Regions from separate parts of the Mus musculus genome. Here region 2 is linked to region 1. A link is a contact called in public ChIA-PET data. All regions are on one chromosome and are shown on one strand. The core of a region is the stretch at or near the end of the contact, and the rest is flanking DNA. Distances in the headings are between cores, read along the strand shown.

Evidence for each region. ChIA-PET counts read pairs in DNA pulled down with a chosen protein or histone mark.
Region 2: a contact with region 1 is called in an RNA polymerase II ChIA-PET map of memory CD8 T cells, with 9 read pairs. The contact joins the promoter of Pacsin3 here to the enhancer-like site in region 1. A contact is called at or near these places in 17 of 39 promoter capture datasets (the 3T3-L1 cell line, 3T3-L1-derived adipocytes, the C10 cell line and 10 more), 3 of 484 Hi-C or Micro-C datasets (bone marrow-derived macrophages, embryonic stem cells and muscle stem cells), 7 of 115 datasets of contacts at active chromatin or transcription factors (bone marrow-derived macrophages, double positive thymocytes, effector CD8 T cells and 2 more) and 3 of 9 other capture datasets (adipose tissue, liver and pancreatic islet).

The regions. Positions count from the first base shown.
Region 1 is chr2:91,134,042-91,140,372 of GRCm38.p6, forward strand. It overlaps Mybpc3 (myosin binding protein C, cardiac), which reads left to right. Exons shown (of 35, transcript NM_008653.2): 28 at 130-218; 29 at 373-568; 30 at 749-888; 31 at 1,051-1,210; 32 at 1,306-1,442; 33 at 1,695-1,881; 34 at 2,063-2,100; 35 at 2,202-2,475. The coding sequence ends at 2,073. Madd (MAP-kinase activating death domain) reads right to left here. Exons shown (of 35, transcript NM_001177720.1): 34 at 4,668-4,714; 35 at 3,319-4,360. The coding sequence ends at 4,256. Among named protein-coding and RNA genes, the nearest start is that of Mybpc3, 19 kb to the left of the region's middle. Within about 2 kb of position 2,755, at least 27 of the 459 cell types and tissues checked have an H3K27ac peak or open chromatin away from gene starts, as enhancers often do. A contact at or near this core is called in memory CD8 T cells, where this site is marked.
Region 2 is chr2:91,252,766-91,259,838 of GRCm38.p6, forward strand. Pacsin3 (protein kinase C and casein kinase substrate in neurons 3) reads left to right here and starts at 4,048. Exons shown (of 11, transcript NM_001289678.1): 1 at 4,048-4,161.

The DNA.
Region 1 (6,331 bases), core at 1,505-4,004:
CTGGCCCATGGGAACTTTTTTCTCAGCTATAGTGCTCTGGACCCTGCCCCAGGAGAGAATGGACCTGTGGAATCCTTAGGGTTGGGCTACAGAAGGGCTGTTAGTGAGCTGCCTCCTTTCTACCCACAGAACGACCACGGCTCCAACTGCCCAGACACCTGCGCCAGACCATCCAGAAGAAAGTTGGGGAGCCTGTGAACCTCCTCATCCCTTTCCAGGTAGGCTGACTCCTTCCCTGTCCCTAAGAAGAAACCACAGTTGAAGGATCTCCTGAAGGCTGCAGACCCTGAGGCCTCCATCCACGTGTTGCTGGTGCAGAACCTGCCCCTTCGGAGCGTCAAGCTCAGGGTTGGGCTGGTCATCTTCCCCCAGGGCAAACCCCGGCCTCAGGTGACCTGGACCAAAGAGGGGCAGCCCCTGGCAGGTGAGGAGGTGAGCATCCGGAACAGCCCCACAGACACGATCTTGTTCATCCGAGCTGCCCGCCGCACCCACTCGGGCACCTACCAGGTGACAGTTCGCATTGAGAACATGGAGGACAAGGCAACGCTGATCCTGCAGATTGTGGGTATGTGGGCCCGGAACCTCCCTTTCAGCACCCTTGTCTCCTGACCTTGTGTCTGGGAGCCCAGCTCAGAGCTCCTGCCGAGGGCACTTAGAAGGAGGGCCTTCTAGGTACTAACAGGCTCCTGCTTCTGCTCGGTCACTTCAGAACGCTCAGTGTGCCAATCAGATCTGTCTCCTGCAGACAAGCCAAGTCCTCCCCAGGATATCCGGATCGTTGAGACTTGGGGTTTCAATGTGGCTCTGGAGTGGAAGCCACCCCAAGATGATGGCAATACAGAGATCTGGGGTTATACTGTACAGAAAGCTGACAAGAAGACCATGGTGAGCCTGGGGCCCTGGGTCTACATATACCCTCCCCTGTGCTTACCATTCACCCCCAATCCATTATTCTGGTTTCCTGCATGGTAGGGGTAGTGGCACAGGGGGTACCCAAGAAAGGCAGAGGTCCCTCAGAGAGTCCTCCCTTCCTTCACCATCCTCCAGGAGTGGTTCACGGTTTTGGAACACTACCGACGCACTCACTGTGTGGTATCAGAGCTTATCATTGGCAATGGCTACTACTTCCGGGTCTTCAGCCATAACATGGTGGGTTCCAGTGACAAAGCTGCCGCCACCAAGGAGCCAGTCTTTATTCCAAGACCAGGTGCTGTACCCTCCCTCACACTGTGAGGAATCTGGGGAAGGAGGGGGAGCCTCACTTGGGGTGACCTTCTTGGTACCAAGACTTGTCACCAACAGGCATCACATATGAGCCACCCAAATACAAGGCCCTGGACTTCTCTGAGGCCCCAAGCTTCACCCAGCCCTTGGCAAATCGCTCCATCATTGCAGGCTATAATGCCATCCTCTGCTGTGCTGTCCGAGGTAGTCCTAAGGTAGGGACTCAAGGTCCTGGGCTAGACTGACAGGAGGCTGGTCTCCTAGGCTCCTTATGGTTAACTCTCCCCAGTCTATATTGTCTTTCCCCTGAGCAGAGCCTAATCCCCCATTGCTGACTCTCTGTTCATTCTCAGCCTCTGGCTGAGTCTGGTGCTCTAGTGGGAATTTCTAGAATAGTCTCTCTGAATTCTCACCGGTTCTTCCATCACCAAAATGCTCTCCTTCTCTTCTGTTTACTTGATGTTCAGCCCAAGATTTCCTGGTTCAAGAATGGCCTGGATCTGGGAGAAGATGCTCGCTTCCGCATGTTCTGCAAGCAGGGAGTATTGACCCTGGAGATCAGGAAACCCTGCCCCTATGATGGTGGTGTCTATGTCTGCAGGGCCACCAACTTGCAGGGCGAGGCACAGTGTGAGTGCCGCCTGGAGGTGCGAGGTAAGGAGCCTTCTGGGCCAGGGCTTGGGAGAAAGCAGGACAGCACCATGGACCCTGGGCTTGGCTCTGCTGTCCTGGTTCAAGGAGTACCTCTGGCTGCTAGATCACTGGTCCTGACATGTTCAGTGGATCTTGGCTTTTGGAAGACTAGGGAATCACATGGTTTCCTTCCCTCTTACAGTTCCTCAGTGACCAGGATGGCTCCCCAGAGATGGCTAGGTACGTATTCCAAACCACCTAAGGCCAAGGGCCTAGGGTGGCTATCAGGAAATGGGGGTACAAGAAGCCACAGTTCATCCACAAGGCAGCCTATGTCTCAGGTACAAATGGATGCCAGGCTGTGTACCAGACCGGAAGGGAGTTGGAGGAGCACCCTTTTCTGCTACTGCATGTGTGTGTGCAACTGTGCATCCTGGAAGGACTGGCCAGCAGTGACACCAGGCAGGTCTGCTGGGTTCTGAAGAAACTGACCCTAAGGATAATGTTAATACTGGGAGCATAAAGTGTGTGGGCTTCAGAAGTGGTGACTGGGGACAGGCCCTTTTGGCTGGCTCATTGTGTAGGAGCAATAAAAGATCTGTGCCATTCCTGGGGGTTGATGTCTCCTGTTCATGTCCATGGGAAAGCATACAGCATTCGCTTGGTCACCCCACTCTCCAGTTCAGTGTCCTGGACTTGTGGGACATCAGCACTGGAAAGGATGTCAGCCTCCCTCCACCCTCATGCTCAGGTGAGGAAGTGTGGAAGTGAAAGCCGTTGGAGGCACAGGCATATGGGCCTCATGCCAGTAACCCAGGCAACACCAGCTGGGTGCTATACGGGGGACAGGGCAGTAGAGCCCTGTACTGTATTAGACATCAAGACTCCAAGAGCCCACAGCTCACGACCACATCTCATGGGACAGAGTGACTCCATGCAGCTCAGACACAGGAAATCACAACCTTCTCTGACTTCCTCCCAAGAGACCACATTTCCTTACAAATCTTGTGGCCGGCAGGTCTCAGAAGTGTCATGGCAGTGTGCTGGGTATTCTGCCCACAGGTGCCAGGGTTTCCCATGGCATAGATAGCCCATGAGGGTTGGACATGGGTTACCACTTTATTTTTTACAGAACCCTGGTCCGAAGGCCCTTGGGAGGCCCAGGTCACCACAGCACATCTGAACACACGTGTACAGGGTCACAGAGCAGTACCCCTGTTTTCCTGTGACTTCTTTATCAAGCTGTTCAGGTGTGAATGCCCAAGTCACCTCCTCTCTAGTGCCCAGAACATCTCAGGACTTTACAGCCGTAGTGTCGTAGGTGTTCCTTTCTGGCACCCCAGGAAGCCCAGGAGGCAGGAGGCCAGGGCAGGCTCTCAGTATGCCAACGCTGGATGCAGATGAGCTAGGGACAGCCTTCCTCAGGCCCGGGCTGAGAGGAGTGCACAGGAGCCCAAGTGGAGTTCAGGACATTTATTTCACATCACACAGCTGTACATTTTTCTATAAATAATGTGGAGCTGAAATATTTACATTCTCCTCCTATCCAGTCCATAGCTTTCTTCTGGCACTGAAGCCAGGAGACTCTGCCTGCAGACAGGCGTGCACTCTGGGCTCAGCTCAGCCCTGACCCACCTATCCCCGGCCCTTAGGCAGAGCAGCTGGTGCTGTCTGGGACACCATCACCTCATTCCTCCGTCCTCTCATGCCAAAGGCCAGGAAGACCACTGCACAAATCCCAGCTCGGCACATGGCAGCCACTCAGGGACACCCATCGATGGAGCTGGGGCAGGCAGCAGCATGACATGCACCCACAGTTTAGAAACTGTGAGGAAGCAGGAAGGTCGCCCACCACTTACTGAGCTTCCTTTGAACCTCCCCTCCTCCTCCCAGGCCCTCAGCCAGGAAGATTTGTCCCCAGGTGTCTTTCACTTCCCAGAGTGGAACTGTCCCAGGTGCCCCACAGTGCCAGATCATAGAGGACAGAGAGAAGACTCCTAAACTGGAGGATATAAGGACTAGGACAAGGGACCACAGTGCAAACATCTCAAGGACAGGCAATAGTGGGCTCACAGTGACCCCACAGACACACACACCACACACACCACACACACACACACACACACACACACACACACACACACACACACTCTGGAGCCCTGAGGGAACAGAAGGCTAGTCTGCTATTGTAGGAAGAGAAAGTAATGAGGCTAGCTTAGCCCCGTGACAGATGAACACAAAGACACTCAGACGTAAGAGAAGACCAGCTAGACCGTGGGAAGGAACTTGCTGAGAACACACACACATTCCCATCTCAGTCCAGCAGCTTCGGTGCTTAGGAGCAGCAAGAGGTGAGGGGAGACCCCTGGGCTTGGCCAGCTGTGGAACCCTTCTATCAGCTAGAGACAGGCCGAGGTGGGGTTCGAAGGTCTTCTTCACTGCTACGAACTGCGGCCACATACGAGAAGAGACACAACACAGAGTAGCAGATCTCGTGGGCCTGCAGGGAACAGAAGACCCGTTGGATCAGCCACACTGAGACTCCTTCTTAGGTAGAGGGTCAGCCTAGAGTACGAGGCCTGCCCTGACACTAGTGCAGGCCCCTGGGCTGAGTGAGCCTCAGGCAAGTCTCTGGAAGCCTTTCTCCTGAGAGAGGGGGGTCAGCACATGTACCCCAGATGAAAGGTGTGTTTGACTTGAGTTGAACCCCTGGCATCTAGTCCCCCGCGAGGGTCCACCCTTCTTGCCGGAAGGTTCCCAGGGAGCCCTGCGTGCTTCGGCCTGCTGTGGCTGGGACGCATACTCACCATTGGCGTCTTGTACTTGTGGCTCACCACTTCTTTAATTTCAGGAACTAAAACCGGACGGGCAAGAGACAAAACAGAAAGTTCAAAACTAAGAGCAACAGGGTCCTACTCCCCCGGGCGGCTGCGCCCGGTGCCAGGCTCCCCTTCCCTCTGTAGCCTCTCACAGTGGCTGTGGCGGCTTAGGCTACGATAGAACAGAGCTCAGCCTGTCCAGGCAGACTCTTCAAACAGACATCGCAAGTCTGCCGTGGCTTTTTACTTGATGCCTGCGATCTACGTGCTTCTATGCATGTCCCAAGGTAGAAGGGCTGGCCATCCTCCCGCCTGGTCACAGCTACTGTCCAGGGCTTTTGAGGAGTTGCAGTAGGGAAGAGAGAGGTCTCTAGCCTGTGCCTCCCTTGCTGAGATGCCCATGAACTCATCCCTGTCACCAGAGCTCACAAGTCTAGTCGTGATAAACGTCACTCCTCCCACAACCCCCACTCAGAGGCTCATGAGGTTGTATGAAGTAATAGGATACTAAACCCAACATCAGACTTGGAGGAGGCATCAACTCCTGGGAGGCAGGAGAATCTCAGGCCTGCCTGTGTGAGGGAGAGCGTCAGAGGGCTCTGGAGCAGACACACTGATCAGGAGAGAAAGGCGAGGACGGCACCCAGGTGGAGGTGGAGCATCAGGCAAGTACACACATGTCCACAGCCCAGAATGCAAGATTAGGAGTCACCCCATCCCAGCCATGCAGGGTCTGTGCCCGGCCAGAAGAAGGAGCAGGGTCCCCCAGGTCTAGCCATCAGTGTGGCCTTGTGAGACTGGGAGGAGGGCGTGGCATCCCTCTGGGGACAGAGAAGATACAGTGAGAGCTGGCCACACCTTCTTCTGACCCTGGGAGGTAGAATACCCAGAACCCAGTGTTAGCATGAAATAAACTCGTCAGAGGCAGAGCAAGAAGCCCCAGGTCATTCTCCTGAGTTGGAAGAGTTCCCCAAGTATCTCTCTGGCAAAAGAGAGAAGGTAGCAGCACGGTGAAGAGAGAACTCAGAACGGTGAGCCAGCACAAGGGGAGGGGCGTTGGTAAGGAAGAGGGTGGGGAGAAGGAGGAGAGACCACTAATCATGGAAGCAGCTAGGTTGGTTGAAAAGAGCCCACCACCCACTGCAGGGCCCAAGGCTGGGGCCTGGGAATAGGCAGCAGGAGCCGAGGTCACGTTACCTGCCGGAGAACGAAGGTTTTCATAGCAGCGATGAGGGGCACAAAAGAATGAAGCACAAACACAGCAGGAACTCAAAGCCCCAGGGTGAGCCCCACTACACCACTCCTTTGTGCCTGTTTGGGGAGGCTGGATCCAGCTCCAGACAGACCTGCCCTTCTGCCTCTGAGGCCCACGAGGCTTCTCTGGCCTCAGCTGAGTCTGTCTGTGGTGCCTCGTGCCCTCCTCTACAACAGAGGGAACCAGAGTGGTGCCAGGGAAGCTTGGGTGGGACCCTGTTGGGCTGCTAGAGAGATGGCAGGAGGCAACATGGACACAACAGAGTTTGAGGATCACCAGTCTGCTCTGCCCCAGAACTTTCTGACCACTGGCTGGCCAAACCAGGAAAGAGGGCGCTACATCATCACCATCCTAGACTCTAAGCTGTCCAAGGCTTCCTGCTCCTCAGGGACCACTG
Region 2 (7,073 bases), core at 2,798-5,297, 120 kb after region 1:
CCATAGGTTCTGCCCTGAGCAGGTCCCTGCACTTGGAAACAGCTTTGTGCTCTGTAGCCTGCCCTGCATTTCTTCTCTGGTGCCCTTCCTCTGCTGTTCTTCCTGGAAATCAGCCTCCTCTAATGAGGGTAACCCCCCACTCTCCTAACTCTGACCAGTTTTTCCACCCGGAGTTGCCTGGGATCTTAAAGGCATAGCAGTTAAATCAGATACACTACTCAGCTCCCTTTCAGGAATGCTGGGGTAATATCCAGAGGCTGAGAGAAACTGGAGAAACAAGGCAGCCTTCAGAGGAGCCTCCCCCTCCCTGGAGTCCTCTATGTGCTGAGCTTCACCCTCCAGAGGGTGAATCTGGGCAGGGGTACAGCTCACTGGTAGAGTGCATGTTTAGTATGTGAAAGGCCTGGGTACCATCCCCTCGAGGAGAAAACAGCTGAAGCGGGGAAACTTGTTTGCATCCAGGAGTTTAAGGATAGCCTTGGTAACACAAGGTGCCCCACCCTCAACTAGAGAAAAGAGTAAAATTTGATTCTTTGGAGACACTAGCTATGATCCAAGTGCTCAGAAGCCATGTGTATCGACTGGCTAACAATGGGACAGCACAGCTGTAGGACCTTTCTACCGTTGCACAGAATTTGCTGAGCAGTGGTGGCGCACGCCTTTAATCCCTGCACTTGGGAGGCAGAGGCAGGTGGATCTCTGTGAGTCCAAGGCTGCCCTGGTCTAGAGAGCTAGTTCTAGGACAGCCAGGGATACACAGAAAAAAACATCTAGAAAAAAAATTCTATTGGACACTCATGTTTTAGGCCCAACCCTACACTCTATCCCTCCCCAGTTTTTTTAATTACAGTTTGGCTGGGCCTGATGGCCCACTGCTGTAATCCCACCCAGCATCCGGGAAGTGGAGGCCAGCATCAGCCACCTCACCAGCTTCCAAAGGCAGCCTGAGCTGTGAGACCCTGTCTTATAAAACAAGTTAACAGAACTGCAGAATTACACATAAGTACATTAATTTCTTTTCAGTGCATGGCCTTAACCACGGGTCTTCGTGTGCTGAGGAAGCTTTCCACCAACCACTGAGCCACACCTCAGCATCTCACGGTGACTCCTCCAACATGTCAACCTGAGACTCCTTTGCCAGAGACAGCTTCCAAAATCAGTGTGATGTATTTCCTTTCCAAACAGTTTTCTGTACTTTTCTTCCCACTGAACAGTATGCTGGACATCTTCACATGAGAATATGTGTGCATCTTGGGCTTAGGTGGAGCTTAGGAGCAGAGCATTTGCATAGCAGAAACAGGGCTCTGAGTTGAACTTCAGCACTGCAAATGAAATGTTTAATTAAAAAAAAAAATGTTTCCCCTGTTCTGGAATTGTAGAATAAGCCACAGCTTTATCTCTTCAGCAACTGTGGGCATTTGCACCTCATTCTCTTGGATTTTTGAATAGTGCTATACACAAACATCCTGGCACTTCTGGCTGTATTTGTACACATTTGTCTATGGCAGATACCAAGAAGTAGAATTGCTGGGTCATAGAATCACAGACCAATACCACTGGGGCTCGGCACACCCTATTGCTCCTGCCTAGAATACCTCTCTCCATGACTAACTCCTACTCATCAAGCCCAACCAAGTATTGTGCTTTTGTAGAGGGTGGTCCTTCCTGCCTCAGTTTACTTGTGGGACTGTCCAACCCCACATCTTATCGTTGTTGAATACATAGGGTTCAGCCTTATTTCTCCATATAGTCCCAAAACCTGGGGTAGGGTTTAGCATAAAGCAAAGACCCAGATGTTTCCTCAAGCGAATAAACAAACAAATGAAGGCTCAGTGGTTAGGACATTCCAGAAATTCAAGGTGAGGCTGAGTGTCCTGAAAGCTGGCTGTAGATCACCCTGCCACCTGGTACTGTGAGCCAAGTGGCTTCTTGCTGGGTTTCTGTCTTTGGCCCTCTGGGCCTGGGCATTTCATTTTGAACTGATCAGGCTGAGGGATGGATGACACTGTCCATGCACTGTGTAATTAAGGGGTCTGTTCGTTCCTAGGGCACAGAAATCTGAGCCCCTGGGGGAGTGGGAGCTGGGAACTGGGATTCTGAGCCAGTGTCTGTTTCCTTTCACCTACTACTCAAAATGTTCTGTCCTTTGCCCCCTCCCAGTACCTTAGGGACAATTAGGATCAGCTGCAACATTTCTGCTTTCCGATTCCAGATCTGACCCCAAGGGAAACCAGATGTTTTCCACTGCACATCCTTTCCTCCCTGTGGTCTGATGAACAGCCTCCTATCCTGAGCCTCCGTATCCTGACATCCCCACATCCCAGAGCCTAGCTGCCAACTTTATTTTTAATGAGGTTTTAATAGGCCGCTTCTGTAATTAATTTCATTCTTGTATTTTCACACTTTCTGTCTAGGTGCCTAAACGCCCCCAGGCGCTAGGTGCGATGTTAACTGATTCCAAATAATGCAAAGCACCATGGCTGTGATTAGACATTTCCCAAGCCCCTCTCATTTGCAGTTGTTTAACAATCATTAATTAACTGGGGCACACGGCCCAGTGGTAGGTCAGCTGGGTTACCTGTCAGGTTTTATAGAGGCAGAAAAAGATAAAGAGAAAAGATTTGCCCAAGCCTTAAGAGAGTGGGAGTTGAAATTGGTTTCAGAAACCACATCCTCAGGTTTCAAATCTCCTATTTGAGATTTGCTACAACGCGCGCGGCCAGAGTCCTCAGGCCACGGGTGATGCTCGTCTTTGAGACAACACAGGCAACTAAAGGAGACCATTTCACGCTCCTAAGTCAGCCCCCAGCAGCTGGTGTCACTCCTAAGTTACCGTTGTTATCCTCAGCCGCCCCTCTTCCCATTTTGTGAGTGGACTCTACTGAGCAAAGAACACACGTCAGTGATTCCTTCCAGATTTAGAAACAACACGATTTTGTTATTTTTAAAGTTGTCTTTTAAAAAATCCGCGCGCGCACGTACTCACACTTCTAAGGGCGTGGAGGGGGCTGGGTTGGAAATGTGCGTGCTGGATAGAGAGCAGCTAGGCCGGTTGCTTCCCAGAGCGCGCACGGTCCCCTAAGGGGCGGTCCCTTGGGCTCTCCAACCCGGAGCGAACTGTGACTCCAGGACCCCTGAGCACCAGAGGCCTGGGACCCCGCTGGCCCGCGTTCCCTCCTGTCTCTCGGGTCAGGGGCACCGCTGCGGGGTCACCCGGCTCAGGAGAGAGCAGGAGGGGCGGAGAAGCCGAGCAGGTGGAGATTAGGTCAGCCTCAGAACATTCTTGGACCGCTCCAGTGAATATAAATAACAGACCCACAAGCTCTGAAATCCCGAGAGGCTGGGGGTGGAGCAGTGAAGAAGGGATCTATTTAGGGTGGGGTGGCATCGAGACGATTCGGAAAAAGTCTACATTGAACTAGGAGGTGAGACCAAGGGATTTAAAGATATGTTGAGATAGAAAATCTGAAACCGTGAACACGGAGGGGGAGGAGTTCGTGTTTTTTTGTCCCACTCCCACCGCGTGTTTGTCTCAGGTCTCGGAATGCGCGCTAAAGCTGCAAGCAGAGCTGCTCTAGGTAGGCATGGCTTTTCTAGTCTCGCTTCGGCCGGACTAGAGATCTTGGGCAGATAACCGCTGAAGGTATCTCTAACCCTCATTCAAGGTTACAAGGAGTGGGTGGTTATGAATCTGTCTCCCTGTAGCTAACCTCTAACTTTCTAGGTGCTCTCAGCAAAGAATGCCCCCTCAGTTTTGTCCCCGAATTCCACCCTAATGATTAGTGTGCAAGTTCCCGCTCATTCCCACCGGCCTCCTAGTCTCTGGAAAGGTCGGAGAGCGACAAAGCTCACAGCTCTCTGGTAGCCTCGCTGCACCTCCTTAGACTATTGGCTCCAGCTTTCTCTGCACCCGGGGAGCAGATCCTATGGCTCGCATCCCGAGCCACCTGGCGCAGGGATGCCTGCAGTCCCCGCTGCGGGGATGCTGTCGGTGGGGTTGGGGCGGCGGCTCCGCGGAGAGGGCGGGCCCGGGGGGCCGGGCTTCCCGGGGGAGGGCCCGAAGCGCTCCAGGAGGCGGTGGCCCGGACCCGGGAGTGGTAGGACTCCGAACTGAGCGTGGCCAGATCCCCCTAACCCACCGAGGGCCCCTGAGAGGACACGGTGAGTGCTTTGGAGGGGGAGCTGGGGGGCACGGCGGCGGCATGGTGGCTCTAGCTTGCTCTTTGGTCCTTCGACTCCTGAAGTTGGCAATGGGACGGACTCCCGCGCCGGAGACCCCGGCCATTGGCTGCCACTGAGCGCAAGGCCATCTCATCTCCTACGCTAATTAGGCGTTTCTTCAGGCCAGCCAGGGGAAATGGGGCGTCCAGCTGGAGGAGCAAATCATCTCTCAGGGTGCCTAGAGGGTCCCCAACTGCTCTCCTTGCGCCCGTTCTGAAGTCCTAGAAGGGGCCTCTGTAAAAAGCCCGCCCCCCGCCCCTTCGCGCCACTATCTGTATGGCTAACCCTAGTAGGCAGCGCCCCTTCCCCGCTGCAGTAACCAGCTGGCCCCACCTCCCCACCGAGACCAAGTTCAACAAGTTTGTCCAAGAAGTCCTAGAGCCTCCATGTCTAGGCCTGGCTATGCCTATCCTGTGGCTGGCTCCACCGGCTTGGAGTTGTTCAACACCGAGCCTTCTGGGATCCGGAGGTGGTTTGTCGGGTGGCGCTGTCTATAAGGGTGGAGGCCAAAGACCGGCAGCCCCTGAGTTCTGTGATTTGGTGTGGAGGTTAGGAGTGCGTCATCAGCGAGCAGGCACCTCAGCCGGCAGGTCGGGTTTCCAAAAGTGCCCCTTTGTTATGCCCCTCCCTGGCTCTGCCTCCTCCCCCTTTCTTTGAGCCACCCCCTCCCCCATCCTTCCAAAAGACTGTGCCAGTCTCTTGATTTTAAGCGCCCCTCTCTGGTTCAGCAGCCAGACCCTCCTGCACCTCTAAATCCAAGTCTACAGGCTGACTGGGAGAGGCTGCTGGGGAAGCCCTTGGGCGCAGCCTGTGACTCAGGACACAGGACTGGGCTGGGCAGGATAGCTTTGCTCTCTTCCAGGCCTGTGTCCCCAGCTACTGGAAAAGGGTGGGGGCTGGCTTATGTGTAAGAAAGGAACAAGGCAGAAACCTTTGGAGCTCAGGTGGGGAGAGTGGGCTCTGTCCTGAAGCCCAGAACTCCCAGTTCAGCACTAGCGGCTGGGAAGAGACCCTGCCAGTGTCCCAGAAGCCTTCTGACAGGCTAAGTGGAGAGCCTGGGCTGGAAAGATTTTAACTACCTGTTCTTGCTCTCTGACCTCTTGCTGTGGTAGGATGTGTTCACTCAGATGTGGGTCTCTGCTAATGTCAGGAGGCACAAGATGCCAATCCTCCTCAACAGGGCCCAAGGTGCCAGGTCCACCCCAAGAGCTCGATGAAGCCGGGGTGCCGGGCCTGCCTGTGCCTGGGGCTCCAGCTAGTGTTTGCTCTGTGAGGCCTGAGGGAGCTGTGCCAGCACTGCACACACAGCCTGCTCTGTTCTGGGGCCAGGGAGAAGGAACGGGTTGGGGGCAGCTCTCCTGGGAGCCGGGAGCAGGAGACTGGAGTAGGCAGGGCCCCCCAGGTCCTGGATGGCTCAATGATTTATAATTACTGCTCCCCACCACCCTATCTGGCTGGCAAGCCATTCTGGATAAGTGGGGCTGACTCAAGAGGAAACAAGGTGGAGAGCTAGTGGAACTTGGGGGGCAGTTTGTTCTGTGTCTAGGGATCTTCGTTGACTATAGGCTAATGAGGTCCCAGGGAGAGGCCAGTCTCCCTCCTGCCAGCAGATGTAGGAAGTCAGCTTAGACCGGGCTTTTCTCAGGGCTGCTGTAGCCAGCATCTTTTCTGATCTTCAGATGGGCCATTCTTCTTTCCTTTTTGGTGCTGATGATGGACCTAACCTCTGGGCTCAAGTGTGTCCTATCTCTGAGCTAAGCCTCCAGTCCTTTGTTTTCTGATTTAGTTGTTACTGATTCTAGTGCCCGGGGGTAACGTGAACCAAAACTGCAGAAGTCTGTCAGTGACTTTGGACAGATCCAGTCTAAACCTATGGAATATATAGTGGGACTGAGAGCACAGGGGCTATAGGGAGCCCTGAGGAAAACAGAGTCAAATTTGGAGTTTTGAGAGTGAGTAGAGGTTTCCCAGTTTAGAGAGCACTGTGTCAGAGTCCTGCTTTGGTTGCTGCAATCTCATACTCTTGTCCCCTTGACCTAACTGTCCCAACGGCCTTGGGCTATCTCAGGGAAGAAAGTAATTTCCTTCTATGGACTAAGAGTCAATTGGTACTGGGGAGAGCTAAGACCTTGCCTGGAGGCAGGAGGCTGCATGTCACTGTGTCCTCTAGTGGGGGTGGGGTGGAGAGAGAGAGAGAGAGAGAGAGAGAGAGAGAGAGAGAGAGAGAGAGAGAGAGAGACTGATTGACTTTGGGGGTAAAATTACCCTGGACTTTTTGAAGGCAGAATGGAATTGTTACCTTAGGACCCTTTGAGACACTCCTGGATGTTGTGTGGTGGTGGCAGGGGGCAAGCAAGTGTCTCCTTACAAATGACGGGTCTTTCAAGTGTTTCATTGCCAGTTTTGAGTTTTACATCAACCGTAGCATGGACACTGACCAGGTGGGGGAATTTCCACTTTAGAGTGAGCTGAGGCTCCCTTAGGACAGTAAGGCACAGTTGTCCAAAAACTTCCTGGTCATGATAGGGCCAGGCCTTCTGGCTCTCTTTCCAGTCTGCTCAGCATGGACACTTGCTGGGGCTTGTGACAGGGCACCTCCTCACTTGGACTGGTTTGTTCATGGGGTTGCCTTGTCATCCAAGGGGTCTAGCTAGGCAAGAGTTCTCTTCTCATCTAAAGTAGGAGTGTGGGGCTTTCTGCCCACCACCCACCCCTGTCTGTCACCTAATCCCTTGCTGAATTGTGTGACCAGTCTGGCATTCTCAGCCTGGAATCTGGCACTTCTGACAGCAGTTGCTATATTGGGGGTACTGGGCACCGCCCTGGACACTGGAAGCTCTCAATCTTTACTC